4 separate regions of the Mus musculus genome follow, and regions 2, 3 and 4 are each linked to region 1. The links are chromatin contacts, called in public Hi-C and promoter capture Hi-C maps. All regions are on one chromosome and are shown on one strand. The core of a region is the stretch at or near the end of the contact, and the rest is flanking DNA. Distances in the headings are between cores, read along the strand shown. Region 1 holds the start of Ttll7 (tubulin tyrosine ligase-like family, member 7). Region 2 has its middle 17 kb from the start of Gm40167. Region 3 holds the start of Syde2 (synapse defective 1, Rho GTPase, homolog 2 (C. elegans)). Region 4 holds the start of Mcoln2 (mucolipin 2).

Region 1 (2,700 bases), core at 120-2,619:
GAGTTTCTGACTTTGATGTCCCAGCTCTTCTGGGAAACGTCCATTTACCCCTTTCTGGTCTCCTTTTCCACACCAGGGTGACATCCATCTTAGATACCCAAATATCTCTTCTCTTTCATAAAACCCAGTTTTCACAAGGGTCAGACTCACACCCAGGTCCCAGTGATAGCTATGTTAAGGTTTACAGTGTATTTCCCCCATCCCCCACCTCCAGTGTTAAGTCCAGATGGTCAGCGTCTGTTCTACGCCAGTTAAAGCCCCATCTGAAAACCAGCAGCATTCCCACTGATCTCAATAGGAGTAGAGTAGCAAGTGAAGGCTAGAATTGAAAATACTTCCACTGTAATGTTCATGTAAGTGCTCAATTGGTGTTATTCAAGGGGCCAGTTTATTCCAGAAACAGTAACTTTAAGTTGTGAAATTTCATTTTATTTGGGATACATAAAACACCCCACCCTAGTCTTATTTTATAGGTAACTGCCAATTTTCTTCTAGATGGAGAGCTATACAGTTGGTTGTTAACCATTGTGTTCTGGAAACGTACGTGAGTCTGGCTGGGCACGAACTGTGGAAGTCAAAGAAATTTCATGCTTATGAACTTTCCCTATCCTGTGAGGTTCATCTCATGTGAGATAACGATTATTTCCGGGTTACCAAGACAGTAATCATGAACAGAAACTGACTGAACTCATGAACAAGAAAGCACAACTATTCTTGAATTTCTTCTGGACTTTATCATAGCTCTGTCCAAAGTGTCTACCCCTTCAATCTACGTTTTCCAACTTCCGTGTTGAGATTTTGTTAGCGGGCTCTAAGCTCCTCAGACATCCTGATGCAAGGGCGCTCACTTGATCTTACTTTCAGGTTGACTTTTGATACTCTATTATTATTATCTAAATATAGCTAAATAGTAATAAAAGACCAGAAGAGCCCTTTTGCGAGATCTTAGGCACTCCTGTGTGTTAAGCTGACATGTGGACTTGGGACCTGGTGGTCTGGGTCACAAGATGAAGAAGGAGGTGGCCCAGATAGATGTCAGGCCAGCTCCCCTAGCATCCCCTTAGGAGGGGATGGCACCCTGGAGCTTGCGTTGCTAGGTCCTCTGTTAAAGGCGTTCTGAACGCTCCCTGAGCGGGACCAAGAATAAGACGGGGTGAGGGGTGCCCTGGAAAGCCCAGCTCATTCTTCTGCATACCTAGATGAGAAGCCATGGGTCCAGGAGGTCCTTAGCGCTCAGGCCTAGTTGTGGGTAGAGGACCCTTCTTTTCCTTGGTTTCTTCTGCCCGTCTCCAGCCCTCTCGAGGTCCTGGTGCTTGTACCTCCATGCACGATGCGCACCCCTGGGCGCAGTGGGCAAATGGTCTGGCCCATCGGTAGCTACCACCCCCTTGGGCACGACAGCTGCTCCAGCTGCTCCTGGTCCGGTCGAGCTTCTAAGCTCTGAACCGCGGCTGCCCCGGGGGGGTGGGCGAGCTGAGGTGATCCCAAGACGACACGCGGAGTGGACCGACCGGGGAGCCGCCAGCCGCTGGCGGGGAGTGTGGGCCACCAAGAGACCGGCCACTGGATCCAGCCAGAGAGGTGCCTCAGCTGTGAGTACCTGCCCTTGCCCCCGCCCCTCTCCTCCACACCCCAGGTCGCTGCGCCCATTCCCTCCAGTGCCTGTCCTGGAGACTTGCCAGGGTGGAAGCGGCTGAGGAGGGCGGCTGCTGCCAGGCTCATGATTCAGCATCATTGGCGCCCAGTGGTTTGGGCAGAAGGAGGAGGGGACTGGTCGGGATTATTTGTGGGGTCCCACTTCAGTTTCTAGACTCTCTCTGGCAGGATGAAGTGGGCAGAACTCCCAGTCCCCCGCTGGGTTGAGCTGTCATGATATTCTGTCCCCAGCCCCAGTGTCAACCTGCTTGAGCAAAGCATGTTGTGTATTCTTGAAAGTGTGTCAGTGAGATCTCTTTTCCCACACGTCTCCTTTCTCCACTTCTCATCCCACTAGACATCCACTTTATCTGATATCAAAACATCCCCCCAAACTGAAAAATTTTTTTTATAGAATTTGTCTTATATTCAGCATTGGTTTGACGGATTCAAAAAAGAAAAGATGTATAGGAATCATGAGTAATATCATATATTAGGGGCGTGTGTGTGTGTGTGTGTGTGTGTGTGTGTGTGTGTGTGTGTGTGTGTATAATTGTATCACTTCAACTCAGAACCAGTTCTGGAAAGTGAGGAAGAGAGAGCTTAAATTACAATCTCAAGGTCACAGAACAAGAATTTGAATCCAGATCTCCCTCTCTCCAACATCCGTGGATCGTCTACTGTATCAGTCAGTGTTGGGTCCACTTATGCACTATTAGATATTAAGTATAATATTAATTTTCATAGGAGTAGTCTCAAACACTAGTGACAGCAACCTGTAAACTTTCTGCACATTGCCCTGCGACCCTGTGCAGAAAAAGTCCATTTCCTTAGCATCTAGAAAAAAAAATGTATATTTGGACAATACTCTGTCGGAGAGCTGGGCCTGAGATGCCTAACCTGCTTTTGGGTGATGCTGGATGCTCGAGCCTCGGGAGAATCAATTAGCAGCACAGTAAGCAATCTGGAAATGGCTATTTAGTTTTTGGGTAACATTCAAAGGAAGAACAGTGATCTAGCTTATGGGGTGCGAGACTGAATCACTCACAGCAGGGTGATAAATAA
Region 2 (2,700 bases), core at 42-2,541, 520 kb before region 1:
TCAGCAGGAGACCCGAGGGGACCCTCTCACCCCTCTCTATTTCAGATGTCTAGAGAGGGACAGGCACTGCATGCATGCTTAATGAGTATTAACTGGGAGCAGCTGAAAGCATTAAGGACCAGCGTGTAACAGATTAGCTCACAGGGAGTAACCCAAACACATCTCCTTGGGGTTACATTTATCAGGGCACCTCGCTGGGTGTTCTCGCCGTCAGGAACCGCTTTGTAACCACATGCCCACTGCACCAAGGCCTCTGCCTTAGGAAGCGGCGCTGTGTTTGTTCACCCAGCGGAGCTTCCAAGGACATGAATTAAACATTTGTTCCTCCCAGCTCTGGCAGTTTGCCGCATTCTTGCGGAGGAAAGTCTAAAATGGCTTTGTTCTTTTTGCTGCAATCAAGGAGGGACCTGGAAGCAGAAGATACGGTAAGGCGAAGATCTTTAATTTGGCCACTAGGTGGCAAAAGAGTTCTACTGAAGATACTGCAGGCAGCCCAAGGCACTCTTAGGGAAATCCTAGACAGGTTTTCAGAGCAGGACAGGTTCTGTGAGAAAAGATCTCAGGGAAATGAAGGAGCTAAACTGATGCGAACAGCCTCTAGCACTCTGATCAAGACTACAAATCAGGATCCCAACTTCTAGAACAATCTTGTTCAACAAGCCACTCCGTTTCCCCCTCTTTAGGTATGCTCGTCTTGTATTCTCGGCGAAAATACAATAAGGAGGTGAACGTGGCATTTCAAATTAAAATTTAAACGTGCAGTTGCCAGTCTCGCGGTAGACACCTCTGAGATGACCCAAAGGCTTCGGACTCATAATTCTAACCCTCTTATGTCCTCGATCCCACCCCTTACGTCCTTACCCCGGCTGACCAGCAAATGTGCAGGTCAAATGCAGATGGAGACTCTAGCCAGCAGACCCGAATCCAAGCCCATTTGCCAGGTTCCCAAACCTTGATGTCTAGGCTTTCTAAACAAAAAGAGGAGGAACGACTCCATCATCAAATTCCCACCCAAAGACCATAGACATTCATCAGAAAGTGGACTTACTATCATTTTTATTTTAAAAATATTTATGATTGTGATGGATTGAATGAGATGTTCCCCCAAAGTCTCCAGTATTTGAATACTTGGACACCAGTTTGCAGTACTGTTAGGGGCAGCTTGGGAGTTACGGCCTTGCTGGAGAGCAAATGTGGACTTTGAGAGCTTAAAGCCTTGGCCAGTTTGAGTTGGCGTTCTCTGCTTCTTGCTTGCAGTTTGAAGAAGTGAGCTCTCAGCTTCCTGCTACGGCTCCGCCCATCGCGGCTCCGCCCATCGCGGCTCTGCCCCTCTGCCATCATAGACCTTTACCCGTCTGGTACTGTAGCCCAAGTATAACCTTCCTTCTATAACCTGTCTTGGCCACGTTGTTAAGCAGTAGAAAAGTAACTAAGACGCGGTCTTTTAAATTTTCATATACCCTATCATGTTTCAAAAAGGTCTTACAAAACAACTAAGCCACCCACACGTCTCAGAGACCAAGAAGTGCTTGAATGATGATAGCCCTTTCAACAAAAACTATTAAAAATATTTACTGGGTGCCACCTTAGTTAGTTTGTGTGAGTTATTTTACCTAATATCCTGTCAACAGAAATCATATTTGTCTAGCTCAACTGGCTCTTTTTTCTTGCCAACTATGAATTCATATTTTTGACAAATGAGAAATTTACACTAGTGGATCTACCCTGATGTGACCTTTTTCTTTTCCTGCCACTTTTGAGCTGTGTGAGGACACTGGGTGCTTGTGTGGCCTTGGTGATGCCCACATTTCTTAAAGCTTGTAGCTAGCTGTATTGTTATTTCAAACCATCTTAGGGAGATAGGTAATGCTGGAAGCACTTGGTTCTTCTTTTCCAAAGACCATTCTCTTGTTAAAGGGATCAGAGAAGAATCGATACCATTATAAATAAAGAATTGTGTTCCCAGGAGGAAGGAGCAGCTCTTCCTTATTCAATTATAATTAATAAATGAGGAGTTAAGGGAAAATCCACAAAAATCAGATACTGTGATTTTAAAAGACTCTTGTAGGTGACTCTGGATAAGTAAAATGAAGGCAAGGTCCCGCACATTGTGATTGTTCCTGTTCAGTATCCCATATTGTCCACATCCTTAATAAGGAGCAAAAAGATCACATTTCCCAGTCTCCCTGGCAAGTGGTTCTCACATGATTAACTTCTGGCCAATGGAATATCAACACCTGGTGGGTTAATTTCCAGGAAAGCTTTTAAAAACAGAATATAGACGTAGCCTTTTCCCTCCCTCTTTTTTCTTTGCTTCCCATCTAGAAGACAGATTTTATGGCCGCTATTATCGTGGATGCATGTGAAACATGAAGCAGCTGTAGGTATGGAAACCACGTGCTGACATGCAGACAGAGAGAGAAAAGGTCCTGATCACCCCGCAGAACTCCCAAGCCGGAACCAGTCTCACTGCCTCCAAACTATGCAAGCATTACACAGCACTCCACGTCAGGAGTTGGCAGCCAATAGAAACTTGAATGGACACAGGAGTATGAAAACCTGTGAGATAGAGAAAATGGTGAGAAACAGAGCTCTCTGTCTTTAAGTATATAATTTTTGTGCATAAAAAACTTTGGAGGTAAGAGTGTACACACACACATTGTTTTAATTATGGCTGAGGGATATTGGGCCACACAACAG
Region 3 (2,700 bases), core at 182-2,681, 860 kb before region 1:
CTGTGTTTTGGAGTGAGTCTCAGGTCACAAAGCAATGGCTCCTCACCTCCAGGGTGTGGGTCTTGATACAATTGACTCAAATCTTTAGGCTTGAAAGCTTTGCCTTCACCTGAGGGGCACTCCTGTCAGTTTCTTTGTTCCTTTGTTTAGCTTTTTGAGAGAGGGCCTCAGGCTGTCCTCCTACTGCCTCCATCTTAAGCCTCCTTCCACAAGCAAGTATACCACCACACCAAGCCTAGCACAGGGAAGATTACACGCATACAGATACAGGGGGATGACTCCAAAGGCAGAGAGCCAGGCGCTAACAAACGGCACAGATCCAAGTGAGCTGAGAGGATGGAGCGTTTAGGCACAGAAAGCAGCTGGGCTTACATGGAGGACCATACTGGAATAAGTAAGGACCATTCACTCAACTACCACTTTTGGAGGACTTGAGTACCTACTAAGTGCAAGCATGTGCTAGATATTTGTGCGGTATGAGTGGCTCAAAGGTCATTCCCAATGCATAACAACCAAAAAGTATAGCTGAAATCAGAGATGATGGCAACACTGATTCTTATCGATCAGTGCCAGGCCAGGCAGGGTTTGGTATTGAGAGTAGGTATTTCCAAATTTCACCCTTTCTCTATTTCGACCCAGTGAACACTGAATTTCAGTTAGCATTTTTACATTTAAAAGCTGTAAACTAGCGCTTTTAGTTTGGTAGTTGTACCCGGGGCTCTTATCTGTGGTTCCATTTAACAAGTTTTGTTTGATCTAGGGATTAACGTTGGATGAGAAGGTATCATTTTTACAGAAGGAGAAACAGATTTGAAAAAGAGGGAACCGAAGTGATCTAGTACATAAAGGACTTTTTTTAAAAATTCCTTATTGAATAGGATTTGCTACAGATTTCTTTTTTATTGTTTATTTTTACGTGCATGGTTGTTTTACCTGCACCTATGACGGTTTACAACACGCATGCCGGGTGCCAGCGGAGGCCAGAAGAGGGCTTCGGAACCCCTGACACTGGAGTCCTACACCAGAGCAGCCAGCGATCCTTACAACCGAGCGACCTCTCTAGCCCCGCAAATTCCTTTCCAACAGTTCCGGGGAGCAGGGAACCGATCAGAACATCTTGGGGACAACGCTCCTGTGAGATACACCTGCACTCGCACTTGGTCGGTCCAAACAGTCTTTGTTACTCTCAAGCTAGGACTTGCTGCACCGGAGCCCCGCCTCGCGCAGGGGGCAGCGGGGAGGGGCCGGGGCGGTTGGCGGGGTGGCAGCCCGACCCGCTCCACCTTTCCCTCTCTGCAGCCGCGCAGGCCCCGCCCCCGGAGCGCCCACCTCGGGAACGCCGCGTGTTGGCCCGCGCGCCCCGTCGCGGCTCTAGTTCCGGGGCATGCGCGCTGCGGCGCCCGCGCCCCCCTCTACCGACCCGCCGCTGCCGAGTTATGCCAAGTATGTGAGGAGCTGGCGAGGACCGGCCGTGGTCATGGAGAGCCGCCGCCTCCGCCCGCGCGGGACTCGGAGCCCGCCCCGCGCCCCGGGCGAGCCGGGCTGCTGAGGGCGGCGCTCATGGCGGAGCCCCTGCGGAGGACGCTCGGCCGGCTCCGAGAGCGGCACGCTCCCGGCGCGCTCGGGCTGCACGCGGACTCCGTGGCGGCCTCGCTCTCCGAGGGACGCTCGCCGCCCCACGAGCTCGCGGGCCCCGGTATGGAGCGGCCCGCATGGGGGACCGAGCAGCCGGGCGCGCGGGTGCCATGGTCTCGCGGGGCGCAGGAGGCCGCCGCTCTGGGCCGCGCGCTTGCTCGCGCCTCCCCAGGCGCCTGGGGCAGCGGCGACGACGACGGGGAGGACGAGGGCGCCGACTACTACGAGAACCTGCCGGCGGGCTGCGCGCCCGAGGGGGCGGAGGCGCTGCGGGCCTCGCCTTCCCGAGCGCCGGGCTCCTCCCCGGGGATGGAGGGCGGCCGCCTGGAGACGGGCAGGCTGCAGACCCAGTTGCGAGAGGCCTATTATCTGCTGATCCAGGCCATGCACGACCTACCCCCTGACTCGGGCACGCGGCGGGGCGGACCCGCGGGAGCCCGGGCTCAGGGCCAGCAGCCGCCTCTCCCCCGCGGCGCAGCCGTGCGCCCAGCCTGCAGCCTCCGAGGCGGCGACCGCCCTCCGCAGCAGGTGTCCCCGCCCCGGTCGCCTCCGACGGAGTCGAGAGAGGGACGGCCTCCCAGTCCTCGGATACAACTGTCCAGTTGCAGAAGTCTCGAGAGCCTCCGCGTGAGCCGGCGGCCGCCTCTGCTCCAGCGGTGGGCGAGCGACAGCTGCATCAGGTGCGGTGCGCACCGGGACAGGGACGAGCCCCAGCCACGTGGAGGTGGGATGGACGGCTGGAGCCCGGGCAGCCACAGGGCTGCTACGTCCGCCGCTCTCCTGCCTCCCATCTGCCATGACCCCAGCGGGTCCTCGGGACGACCCTTTAAGGATCCTGTGGGGACCTCTGTGATATCCAGCAGCCAAGAGGACCATCCGGAGGATCTTCCCCTCAAGCCACCTGCGGTGACTGTCAAGAAACTGCAGAAGTGGATGTACAAAGGACGTCTGCTGTCCCTGGGGATGAAGGGTCGCGATCGCGGGACAGCACCCAAAGTTCCCGGAGCGCAGACAACCTCTCCAAATTTGGGCAGTTGGAAAGTGCATGAAAACCACGTCCTCTCG
Region 4 (2,700 bases), core at 111-2,610, 700 kb before region 1:
AACACATACACTCTCTCTCTCTCTCTCTCTCTCTCTCTCTCTCTCTCTCTCTCTCTCGTGTGTGTGTGTGTGTGTGTGTGTGTGTGTGTGTGTGTGTGTACCCCACACATAGGTATCACTCATGACTTGCAGAGACCAGAGGACTTGCTGGAATGGATTCTCTCTGTCCACCCCATGATTCTGGGGTCAAACCCAGGACTGGCTACACTGGGGGGAGGGGGCAGTGTACAGAATCCTGAGCATGAAGGTACGGTGGGCACTGTGACTTTTCAGACAGACTTTCTCAGACTTTCCATACCCAGTAAGCGTATTTCCTAAAAGAAATTTGGAAAAACAAAAACAAACAAAACTCAAGCATTTTTACCCAGTAGTTTTTGGAAAGTGACTTTTTAAAACAGAGTAGATTTGGAAGGGTGGGGGTGGGGCAGAATATTCCTCAACACCAACAGCCCTTGTGAGGTGCAGACAGGAGGACCAGGTTCAAGGCCAGCGTCAGCTTCATAGCAAGTTGGAGGCCAGTCTCAGTTATATGAGGTTGTCTCAAAAAGCAAAAAACAAAACAAAACAAAAAACAAAAACCTTACACAAAGGGTCCAAAAGGCTCTGTCCAGCTCTTTCTACATAATCCTCTACAAACTGTCCTTTGCCCTAGCTAAACATGGGGACCTTTCGAACACTTCCTAACGCACATAGCCTGGAAACTTAGGGGTTTAGTTAGCTCCACTGCATGGTGACGACAGGAGCCTCTGAGCCGGTTCTGTCCAAAAGGCCCTGCTAGCTTCAGGTTGGGTACTGTAGCCAGGTTCATAGAAACCAATTGTCTTGAAGCCCCTGCTTTCAGGCAACAAGGGGGAAGGGCATAGAGGCCGCTGGGGTGGGCTACTCTGGGCTACTCAGGGGTCAAGCAGACTGGCTGCAGAAAGCTGACTTGGTGGCTGAGGCTGGGGTCTTGCTTTCCACATGCTTGCCCTGTCATCCTAACTACTTGTTAGGGAGTTATCAGAATAAAGACTCCTTAGTGAAGAAACCCATCCCCACGAACTTATTGATTCCAAGAGGGAGGAGCATCCGGTAGAACTCAGTACCAACACTTTACTTGTCCAAAATCCCAGCGTTGGTAGCACGTGCTTGTTGTAATCTTAGTACTCAGGAGGCTGAGGCCGGAGGATTGCTCTGGTTGCCAGTGTGGGCCACATGGTGAGCTCAAAAGAAATGCAATGAACTTTTGAAGGAGTCAGAGGTCTGGGGGCGGGGGTGGGGTGGTGGGGTGGGGAATGGGGCGGGAGGGAGGAGGTCAGGACGGCCAGGGGGGCGGGGTGGACGACGGGCGGCCTCATAGCAGGCTTTCCGGACGACTTCCCTTTATAAGGGCGTCCACTCCACCTGCATCTCGCAGACACCCGTAGGCGGAGCCGGGTGTGGGGACCGTGGGGACTGAGGGAATTTGGGGTCACGTCATGCCCGGAGACGAGGAGACGCTGGACCTGCCTGCGTGGAACCGCGTCCCGGACCTGACTTGGGGTCCCCACCACAGGTGGGTACTCCCCCAGTGGACCATGTCTGGTGGTCGTCTGGATTCCAGCGTCCCCTCCTGGAATATCTCCCGCCGAGAAGGTGTCCCTGAGCTCACACGTGGACCCCATTCTGCCTCGCGTCCGGGCTCTCCGCTACGTAGCAAAAGTCCTTCGTGACAGCGCCCTGGGTCGCCCAGCGCTGAAGGAAGTCAGCGGCCGAGGGTGGGGACGCGGGGGGCGTGGCGGGAGGACAGGGCCACGCGTAGCGACCAGGGTGCACACAGCCGCTTTTCCGCAAAGTCCCGGGGCTGAGATCAGAGCGCTGACTGGAAGGGTAAGAGGCTTTGGTCCCCTAAGGCTTTCATTTGGGGGCCACTGAACCTCTGGGCGGGGAATGGGTCTAGCTCCTTCAGTCCCGGGAGCCCTGGAAAGTTCTGAAGGAGGATGGCTGGCCCTGAAACTGACGGTTTTCCCAGGCAAGAGACCCGGAGAGACAGAGAGGGATCAGATGTTTTATGACTTTTGTTTTTTGGTGTGTATGTGTGTGTGTGTGTGTGTGTGTGTGTGTGTGTTTCTTTCCTGGTGACAGGACTCTGAAAAGATCCTGGTTTGCTCTACCTTAGAGTTCTTGCTACCCCGGGCAAACTAATGCTAACTGCTTGCACTCGGTTAAAAATGAGGCTGATTGTTTGCCTTCCGGAACAAACCGACTTTTTCTTAGGTGGGAGGGTTGCGGTGTGGTCAACCCTGGTTTCCCCAGCTCTATGAAAAGGCGTTCAGTGAAGCCAGGTGGCTCTGCCAAGCGGCCTCTCCTGAGTTTGAATGTCTGCAGCAGCGCAATTGAGCCGGGGAGGTGAGGACAAAGTGGCCTTTGGCTCCTGCTTGCTGCTCTTAAAACAAATAGTGGCGGGCTGTTAAAGTTTTCTAAGGGAGCAGGGAGCGGCCTCTCCTTCCTAGCAGGATGTTCTTGAAGCCAGCAAGGAAACTGAGCCATAGGGAAGTTAGTCTATGATGGCTACCTGAATGGATGCTTTTCTGCAAGGGTGGCATAGACTTCTCAGACCTTCAAAAGACCGGTTTTGAACTATAAAACCATGTTGGTGGGGCTACAGAGGTGTGTTCTTTTCTTTTGTTTTTGTTTTTTTCGAGACAGGGTTTCTCTGTGTAGCCCTGGCTGTCCTGGAAC

The links. Promoter capture Hi-C pulls out the DNA fragments that hold promoters and counts their contacts. A called contact is a pair of places that touch in the nucleus more often than the background predicts.
Region 2: a Hi-C map of cortical neurons shows a contact between it and region 1, with 2.8 times the contacts expected there. The contact joins the enhancer-like site here to the promoter of Ttll7 in region 1. A contact is called at or near these places in 15 of 39 promoter capture datasets (3T3-L1-derived adipocytes, the C10 cell line, the HPC-7 cell line and 10 more), 4 of 484 Hi-C or Micro-C datasets (the G1E-ER4 cell line, cortical neurons and pre-megakaryocyte-erythroid progenitors), 8 of 115 datasets of contacts at active chromatin or transcription factors (craniofacial prominence, embryonic basal ganglia, embryonic forebrain and 4 more) and 1 of 9 other capture datasets (embryonic stem cells).
Region 3: a promoter capture Hi-C map of hippocampal neurons shows a contact between it and region 1, with 2.9 times the contacts expected there. The contact joins the promoter of Syde2 here to the promoter of Ttll7 in region 1. A contact is called at or near these places in 3 of 39 promoter capture datasets (hippocampal neurons, liver and pre-B cells) and 3 of 115 datasets of contacts at active chromatin or transcription factors (astrocytes, cardiomyocytes and embryonic forebrain).
Region 4: a promoter capture Hi-C map of hippocampal neurons shows a contact between it and region 1, with 5 times the contacts expected there. The contact joins the promoter of Mcoln2 here to the promoter of Ttll7 in region 1. A contact is called at or near these places in 14 of 39 promoter capture datasets (the 3T3-L1 cell line, 3T3-L1-derived adipocytes, the HPC-7 cell line and 9 more).

The regions. Positions count from the first base shown.
Region 1 is chr3:146,850,998-146,853,697 of GRCm38.p6, forward strand. It overlaps Ttll7 (tubulin tyrosine ligase-like family, member 7), which reads left to right and starts at 1,370. Exons shown (of 21, transcript NM_001357217.1): 1 at 1,370-1,592.
Region 2 is chr3:146,327,675-146,330,374 of GRCm38.p6, forward strand. No RefSeq gene overlaps it. Among named protein-coding and RNA genes, the nearest start is that of Gm40167, 17 kb to the right of the region's middle. Within about 2 kb of position 1,292, at least 118 of the 459 cell types and tissues checked have an H3K27ac peak or open chromatin away from gene starts, as enhancers often do. A contact at or near this core is called in the G1E-ER4 cell line, cortical neurons and neural stem cells, where this site is marked.
Region 3 is chr3:145,986,439-145,989,138 of GRCm38.p6, forward strand. Syde2 (synapse defective 1, Rho GTPase, homolog 2 (C. elegans)) reads left to right here and starts at 1,432. Exons shown (of 7, transcript NM_001166064.1): 1 at 1,432-2,700. The coding sequence starts at 1,561. It overlaps Gm35352 (a long non-coding RNA gene), which reads right to left and starts at 1,057. Exons shown (of 3, transcript XR_376174.3): 1 at 934-1,057.
Region 4 is chr3:146,148,473-146,151,172 of GRCm38.p6, forward strand. Mcoln2 (mucolipin 2) reads left to right here and starts at 1,361. Exons shown (of 14, transcript NM_026656.5): 1 at 1,361-1,534. The coding sequence starts at 1,458.